Linked DNA regions of Gasterosteus aculeatus: region 2 is linked to region 1. The links are chromatin contacts, called in public Hi-C maps. All regions are on one chromosome and are shown on one strand. The core of a region is the stretch at or near the end of the contact, and the rest is flanking DNA. Distances in the headings are between cores, read along the strand shown. Region 1 overlaps mrc2 (mannose receptor, C-type 2). Region 2 holds the start of rnd2 (Rho family GTPase 2).

The links. A called contact is a pair of places that touch in the nucleus more often than the background predicts.
Region 2: a contact with region 1 is called in a Hi-C map of skeletal muscle, with 8 times the contacts expected there. The contact joins the promoter of rnd2 here to the enhancer-like site in region 1. A contact is called at or near these places in 3 of 6 Hi-C or Micro-C datasets (skeletal muscle and whole body).

Annotation. Positions count from the first base shown.
Region 1 is chr11:7,790,839-7,794,282 of fGasAcu3.hap1.1, reverse strand. It overlaps mrc2 (mannose receptor, C-type 2), which reads right to left. Exons shown (of 29, transcript XM_040191995.2): 29 at 1,692-3,444. Among protein-coding and RNA genes, the nearest start is that of mrc2, 21 kb to the right of the region's middle. Within about 2 kb of position 2,127, at least 3 of the 9 cell types and tissues checked have open chromatin away from gene starts, as enhancers often do.
Region 2 is chr11:7,835,333-7,839,094 of fGasAcu3.hap1.1, reverse strand. It overlaps rnd2 (Rho family GTPase 2), which reads left to right and starts at 1,331. Exons shown (of 5, transcript XM_040192036.2): 1 at 1,331-1,865; 2 at 2,282-2,369. The coding sequence starts at 1,764.

The DNA of each region.
Region 1 (3,444 bases), core at 878-3,377:
GATCCCCTTTTGGAAACGAAGCAATACAATCAATTGATTTGATCGTACGAGGCCAACAGCAACTTTGAGAGCCGTTTATTAGGCAGCTTCTTTTCAAAAACTGCTAATTCCGCGATGGTGTTGAGAGGCAAGGGTGCTGATCCTGAATTCCCTTCAAAACCTTCTCTCTATTCTTTTCAACGGTCCCCTCCGCAATCCCCTCTCCTCTGCGTTGCCGGGTGAGAAACAGCTGCTTCTCTGTTGGCCGACCTCCAGATGGATGACTGAGGAAAGTGAATGGGTTTTTAATTTCACTTGTTAACGCCGCTTTCTCTGTGGTCTCTCCTCCCCGAACCTCCAGTGGAGGAAAATAAGTTGGAGTAGAAAGTGGTGGAACAAACAGAGCCTGATTCGAACATTAAACCTTTTAAATTAAGAGGACGTTGATTATGCATAAGAGGAGCTAGTTTGAAGTGTGTCATTCTTCTTTTGTTGGGTTAATTGATTCCGAAGGGTTTTAATTGAGTATCTCTGAGGAGGGTTGAAGCACAGATGTTGTTCTGCTCCTGCCTGATCAGACCTCCTCCACCGCTGCCTGTTCTTAAACAGCCAAAACCAGAGTGAATGCGAGATGCCTCTGACGAGATGGCCCACAGACCACCATGAAATCCTTATGATTCAACCCTTTTCACATTCACTCTATTGCATTATCGATGCGACCTTTCAGTAAGCCACTACTTCCATCATCAAATGAGCAAACAAGGGGACGGGAGCATTTCAATTACATGTTTTTTTCAGGTGTCTCAGATATTTTGGACTGCACCTGAGATATTCATGTAACAAGCAAGCTTCTGTCTCAACATTTCAGACATCAGAGGACTAAAATATATAGGTAAAAAGGTGTTGACTTGTTGCAGCTATAAGGCTAATGGTGACATCCAACAGACAAGTTTAGCCAAACCTCCTAAAGGTCAGCTTCTATTGTAGACACACTAAAACAAGAGGAGCACGGGTGGGAAACTGCTGGAGTATATAACCCCTGGATGCTTTAAACTGAGTGCCTGCGGCATGCAGATGGATGAGCTGTGACATCCATCCTAAGTAAGATGGATTATAGAGAGCCAGATTGATTTGCATAACAAACTATTTGCTGGCTCTGATGTTTTGCTGCAGAGGTCCAGGTCGACCCGCCAGACGAGGCCCACGGGCTCCCATCACTCCAGGTGATGCGTTTCAAACATCCACTTGCTTCAACATAGTCCAGCTGGGCAGATGAGTGTGGAGGCAGAGGAGTGCGCGTTGTGGCTCGTACCCCCGCTGTCACTTAGTTAACTACATTGGCAAATATCCATCGGGTGAGATCACACGAGACACGAGACAAGACACGAGACGTCAATGACACACTCTGAAATGAATCTGTAGAGCTCTGCGGAAAACAAATAGTGTGACCTAGTGGGGAGAGACAAAGGTCGGGTCAATCAAATGACAACATGAGCAGGAGGAAGCGTCCCGTGCAGCATGCGAGGTGCGCTCTCTTGTGGAGAAACGGCAACATTGCAGTCCACACTGCACCATCGATTCTAAGGTTCATTTCTTCAAAGATACAAACAAATGGATAATGTACAGTTTTTCTCGGTTTGCGACAGTCAACAGGGAACAATTACACGAGAATTTCCCCCACGATTAATAATAAACCATGTGAAAGTACAAGCTTTGAGAACATAGACTTTATTCATTTCATATGAAACTGACACAAAAACTTAAAAAACATACTGACAGGCGCTTCAGCGAACCTTCACAGGGACGAGAGTCTGCGTCGCAGAGACGATCTCATTGGGGACCAAACCGATGGTTGTTACATCTTCACCTCAGTCAGTTGACATCATTCTGAGTATAAAACACAAACCTTCCCAGTGAACCCGCCAGCAGAGGCCGGGATAAGCCTGGGACAGCCGCCACACTATTTTTTGCTTGCAGGCTCCCTCTCTTTCTAAAACCCTCCCTCCTCCTCCTCCCTCCTTTTCTCCTTCATCCAGTTTTCCTTTTTTTTCTGTATTTTTTCTGACCCTTCATGTCCCTGAGCACTCCTTCTCTGATTGGTTCCAGACGTGCCACTGAGCTCTTCTTGCCGACTCAACATTCCACAGCTGGAGACTGCACACAATCACAAACTCACTCACACACTTCTCGTCCTCCCTTCCCCCTCGATCTTCAGTCCAACTCATGCAGCAAAAAAAAAGAAAACAGCTCTGTGAGACACCAAAAGCCTCAGACTAAAACAGCTCCCAGGAATTTCTGCAAGCAGAAAGCAAGAAATGCACTCAGAGGAGTAGAAGAGTTGAAGGCAGGTTAACTAAAAATGTGCTCATTACCCTGCGCAAATGTAAAATGACGTAGCAAAGGAAAAAAAATGTTCTCTTTCAAAATAGTAAATTCCCTTTTAAAACATTCTTTGGCTCTCATATATACAAAAATCATTCACTTGAGGGATCTTTTCCTTTGTGGGGCAATTAGTTAGATTTTTGGCATTATTCCCTTGAAAGTAGAAACATTTCCAAATGTCTTTACCATTCATATTTAAGTGAAAACACATAATAAAACCTGCATCATTAAAAAAGAGGAAAAAAAAGAATAATATCCAAGATAAAACACAGAGAATAGGAATGTGACTATAAAAATTATGAATCAGACATATATCAAACTGCAAACCCCTTTTCATGGTGCATCTTGGGAGAATGGCCGCCGAAAATTGTTGAATCAGCACCAGATTGTACATTAAGAGCCCAAACAAACACAAGTTTGGAATGACTAAAGGCAAGTGGATGACAAAAACTGACTTAGATCAAGATAATAGAAGAAAGTGCCAAAATGTATGCAGAGCCACAGGATGTGAAAAAAACTTTGGAGTACCTAAAAGACAATGTAGTCTACTTAAAGACCAGCTTTCAACACTGAGAACAGAACTCAGTGTTGGTAATGTGCACAATAGTGTCGAGTCCTCAGACGGTCACCACTAACTATAGTCCCCTGTCACCCTCCAAACATTCACATTTGGACGTCTTTGTCCTCTGCTCTTCGACCAGCTGGTGCTGACGTGTCAGATCCGAAAGGAGGAGAGAGGCGGACTCTCACACACCACGCATGCATCATCAGTAACAGTTCCCAACAGCTGCGCAGATAATGACAGATCAATGGGAAGGACACAAATGCAAAAAAAACAAAGACACCTATCAACTTCCAAAAAAATACTGTCATGGCGAAACAGAAGAAAAGAAAAAGGGAATTGGTTTCCATAGAAGACTGTGGCTTTGTATTGAGAAGATAAGAGACAAATGGTTTTAGTTAAGCGTCGACCCGTGGCTGTACTTTTTTCTGAAGGAAATTTACACCGAGCAAAAAATTGACATTGGCAACAGAGGAGATGGTGAGGAGTCATATCATAAAACCAATTTATGTTGAACCTTT
Region 2 (3,762 bases), core at 82-2,581, 46 kb before region 1:
TAGATAAGGATTTTACAACAGTAAAGATATGTTTATAATATATAGGGCTTTTTATGACCTGTGTTATCTTCTTTTGAACTATTAAACTATAGTAAAAGGTTTTTCATTTATACTAGTAAAATGCTGCTAATCAATATGAACAATGAATATTTTCTTCATATTTATACTTACTCTTTGAAAAAACAGACTTAAAACAGACAATTAAATGCATAAAAAAAAGTACAAAGCGCCATATATTTATACAATAATTATTCTTGTTACATTTATATTTCAAAAGTGTTTATTTACTCAGCCGATGGAAATGAGTCCTGCTACCACCAGGGCCCTCCCAACAATCCAACCACATCACAAACCATTCGCAACTAAATCAAACTGTATAAAAACATGTTTTGAAAGCGTATTTTCTTTTTTATTTATTTATACGAGACCTGCTTATCTAGCTATTGTTTCCTAAATACCACTTTAACTTTCTACTTCTAAAGTGAATAGGATGTCATTTCAATTTGTGTCCAGGAGGCGGCGGTATCGATCTTCGGGGGAAACAACATGACTCAGTGTTCGTCTGGCGCGTGGTGCCAAGTCATCTAATTATCTCATTCACAAAACCAATAACTCCTCAGTGGGGCACTTACAAGGATCAAGTGCTCCATGCAAGGCTGCGAGCCTCATAAAGGCTGACCAGTCAGCTCCAACTACTTAATTTGATGGACTATTTTATCTCAGTCTATCTAAGCATTTATTGTATCTCTATTAGGAGGTCATGCTGGCACTAAATCAAGAAGTATATATATATATATATATTATGTGTCTTATTTATGCCGCATTCCAAACTGTGATAATAAAAATATTTATTCATAATGGGATAAACAGACAACTCTGTATTGAAACTAATGTTGAAGTTACTTAAAAGCCTATTTACGGAACATGAATTACTTATTATTTTAACTACTTAAAGGAGAATACACTGAATTAAAAAAACTTCCATCTCTTTCGTCCTCCCTGCTTCAGAGCATCAAACTATCCAGTACTGACCCAACCCGATCACCTATTTTCAGTAATAACTATTTGGTCAATAAATCACTGATTTCAACCACTGACACGAAATGTCTAGTGCAGTAACTGGTTTGACCTGTGAAATATCACAGTTTAAAATAATACCTGCCCAGGTGGTTAATTGGCTCTCCTTAGCTCTTGTATAGGGAGTCAAATACAAAGTTTCATATAATTAAATATCATATAGTATTAGTATGTGCAGGGTCCAAATACACGCACTGACTCTTGTCCCACAGACGCAATTCTGACGTTATGAAAAATGATTCCCAATAAAGACGCACAGCCAAAGAACGAACTCCCGAAGCACAACAATATAGTCTTATAACGAAGATATTACAAGCATATATAAGGAGACAAAAACAACGCGCGCAATGACACATCAGAGCGAACCTATTACAGCTGAGTGATGAGGTGCACGCGTGCACGTTAGGAAGGCGTGGCCAGCGACCAAACCGCCGGAGTTTCCAGGCGGCTGTGCGCGTCCCTTCGTGTGGTTTCGGTCGGTCGGTCAGTCATCCACACAGACCGTCTATCAGCCGGACCCGGGGAGCTGCGCGTAAGAGGGACGCAGCTGGATAAAGCGCACCGGGGGGGAGGTGGGCGTCGGAGGGTCGGCGCTTGTATTTGCTTCTGTTCCGCTGCGCCTCGGTACGCTGGATACTGGATGCAATCCATCCGCGTGTCAACAGCACACCTCCGACGGACGAGCCATGGACGGTCTGGGCAGCCGCTGTAAGATTGTGGTGGTCGGGGACACGCAATGTGGGAAGACGGCACTCCTGCACGTTTTTGCCAAGGACTGCTATCCGGAGGTAGGTCCATATCAAAAGTCTGGAGTAAAAAGCAATTCAACTTCAGGACGCGTTCAGCAGGTTACGTCCACCTGCCCAAAGACAGAACTGTTAAATCAACAAAGCGCTTTTTGGAGACAGAACTATGATGAATGCCTGTAAAATCTCTGTTATTAAGTTGACTAAATTGACTTTTATTGTGTCTGCTATTTGTTTAAAACTTTAAAGCGTTGTCTTCATCTGTCTTCATTTCATTATTATATTTCTAAAATATCCACAATTGGAGTACATGACTTGCTCTTATGCCATTATATTTGCTACATCATTTCAAATGTCGTTTCTTCACCAGACTTCTCTTCTGCAGCTCGTGGCTGTGTAAACACACGCTTATCTCCTCCGTCTTAATTGGATAACTGAAATAAATCCCTTATTTCCAGAACTACGTGCCGACGGTGTTTGAAAACTACACTGCCAGTTTTGAGATAGACAAGCACCGGATAGAGCTGAATATGTGGGACACGTCAGGTAAGACAATTTCATGACTCCGTCCACACGCACAACCCTCTGCCTCCCCCCCCACCGTGGGAGGATTGCTGGCAAAGCCTCTCTCTCCAAAGTCGTCTCCGAGACAAATTGCTTTGACCTTGCCAACTCCAGAGGGATGTATTTTGTTTTTCTAGATTTTAGAATCGGCATCTGTTACCCATGCTTGTTGTCTTTTATCTCCTCCACTGTGCTGTCCAAGGTGTGTGTGTGTGTGTGTGTGTGTGGCGGGCTCTTCCCGTGCTCTGACCCCGTCAGGCGCCTGCTGGGGGGGGGGGGGGGGGGGGGTATAGGATGAGGGCGAGGATAATTGAGACAGGATGGGCCTGAAGGGACCATTAACTGCCCTAAATGTGTTAGTGTGATGAAATGAGGTTTGCTGACATGTGGGAGATGTCGTGTTTGGTTTCCTTTGTCAGCTCTGAAATGAAGTTGTATTCCCTTTACGAATTTGTTAAAGAATGGTTAACATAGAGAGGGCGGTGTTCCTGGAGTTCGCACTGCTGACCTCATAGTCCCATATCCTTTAAATAATTGAATTTAGGAAGAGTCCTTCTCAGATTCATTTATCAAGGTCTCAATTTATAGTTTTAGTGACTTCTGTTGTTTGAGGAGCTTTTCTCAACCTGAATAAAATCCCCACTCGTTCAAAAATGTCAAATTTAAACATGTTGTTACACAAAATGGAATTCACTGCGGACGATGTCGACAGAAAGGAATCCACCTCGGCAGCGTGGTGTCATCGGCCCGGGAAATTTCCTGGACGACTTATCGTCCCCGCTTTGTCATGTGACTGAGCGTCTGTGTGATTGGGCTTCAGTGAGGGAATTTGCTTCTCGCTAAGGAAGACGTTCATGGCCCCGCGCTGCCAGGACAAGTCCCGCGTCTGCTCTAAAGCCCACTCGGTCGGCATGAAGGGATTAACCGCTCTGTGCTACCCGCAGATCTGCGGCTCATCACTGTCATCTCAGGCTGCAGCCGTCTGACCGGCGACACGGTCGGCCAGTCACAGGACTCAATAAGGAATCTCCGCGATAAACATTCCCAAACATAAAACTAAAACCATCGTCCAGAAGAAATGATGGGAGTATTTTGTGTCACGTGGCCCGTCAGTGGAAGAATGTTGTTTTTTCTTTGGACCCCGTGTCCACGCGGGGAGTAAATCTGCTTGAGCCTGTCAGTCGGGGGTCAGGGTCCTCTGGGGCCCGGGGCAACAACTTAGGAGAGTTCCTTATCTCTGGGCTGGAGGAGCCTAATGATGTCGTGGGAGTGTTGTGCTTCTGTCCATCTTAAAAAAAACCAAACCACCTTTGGCAGCGTTGGTCTTTAATCTTCACCCGGGAGCCGCCCACCCCACAACAAACACGTCGTCACC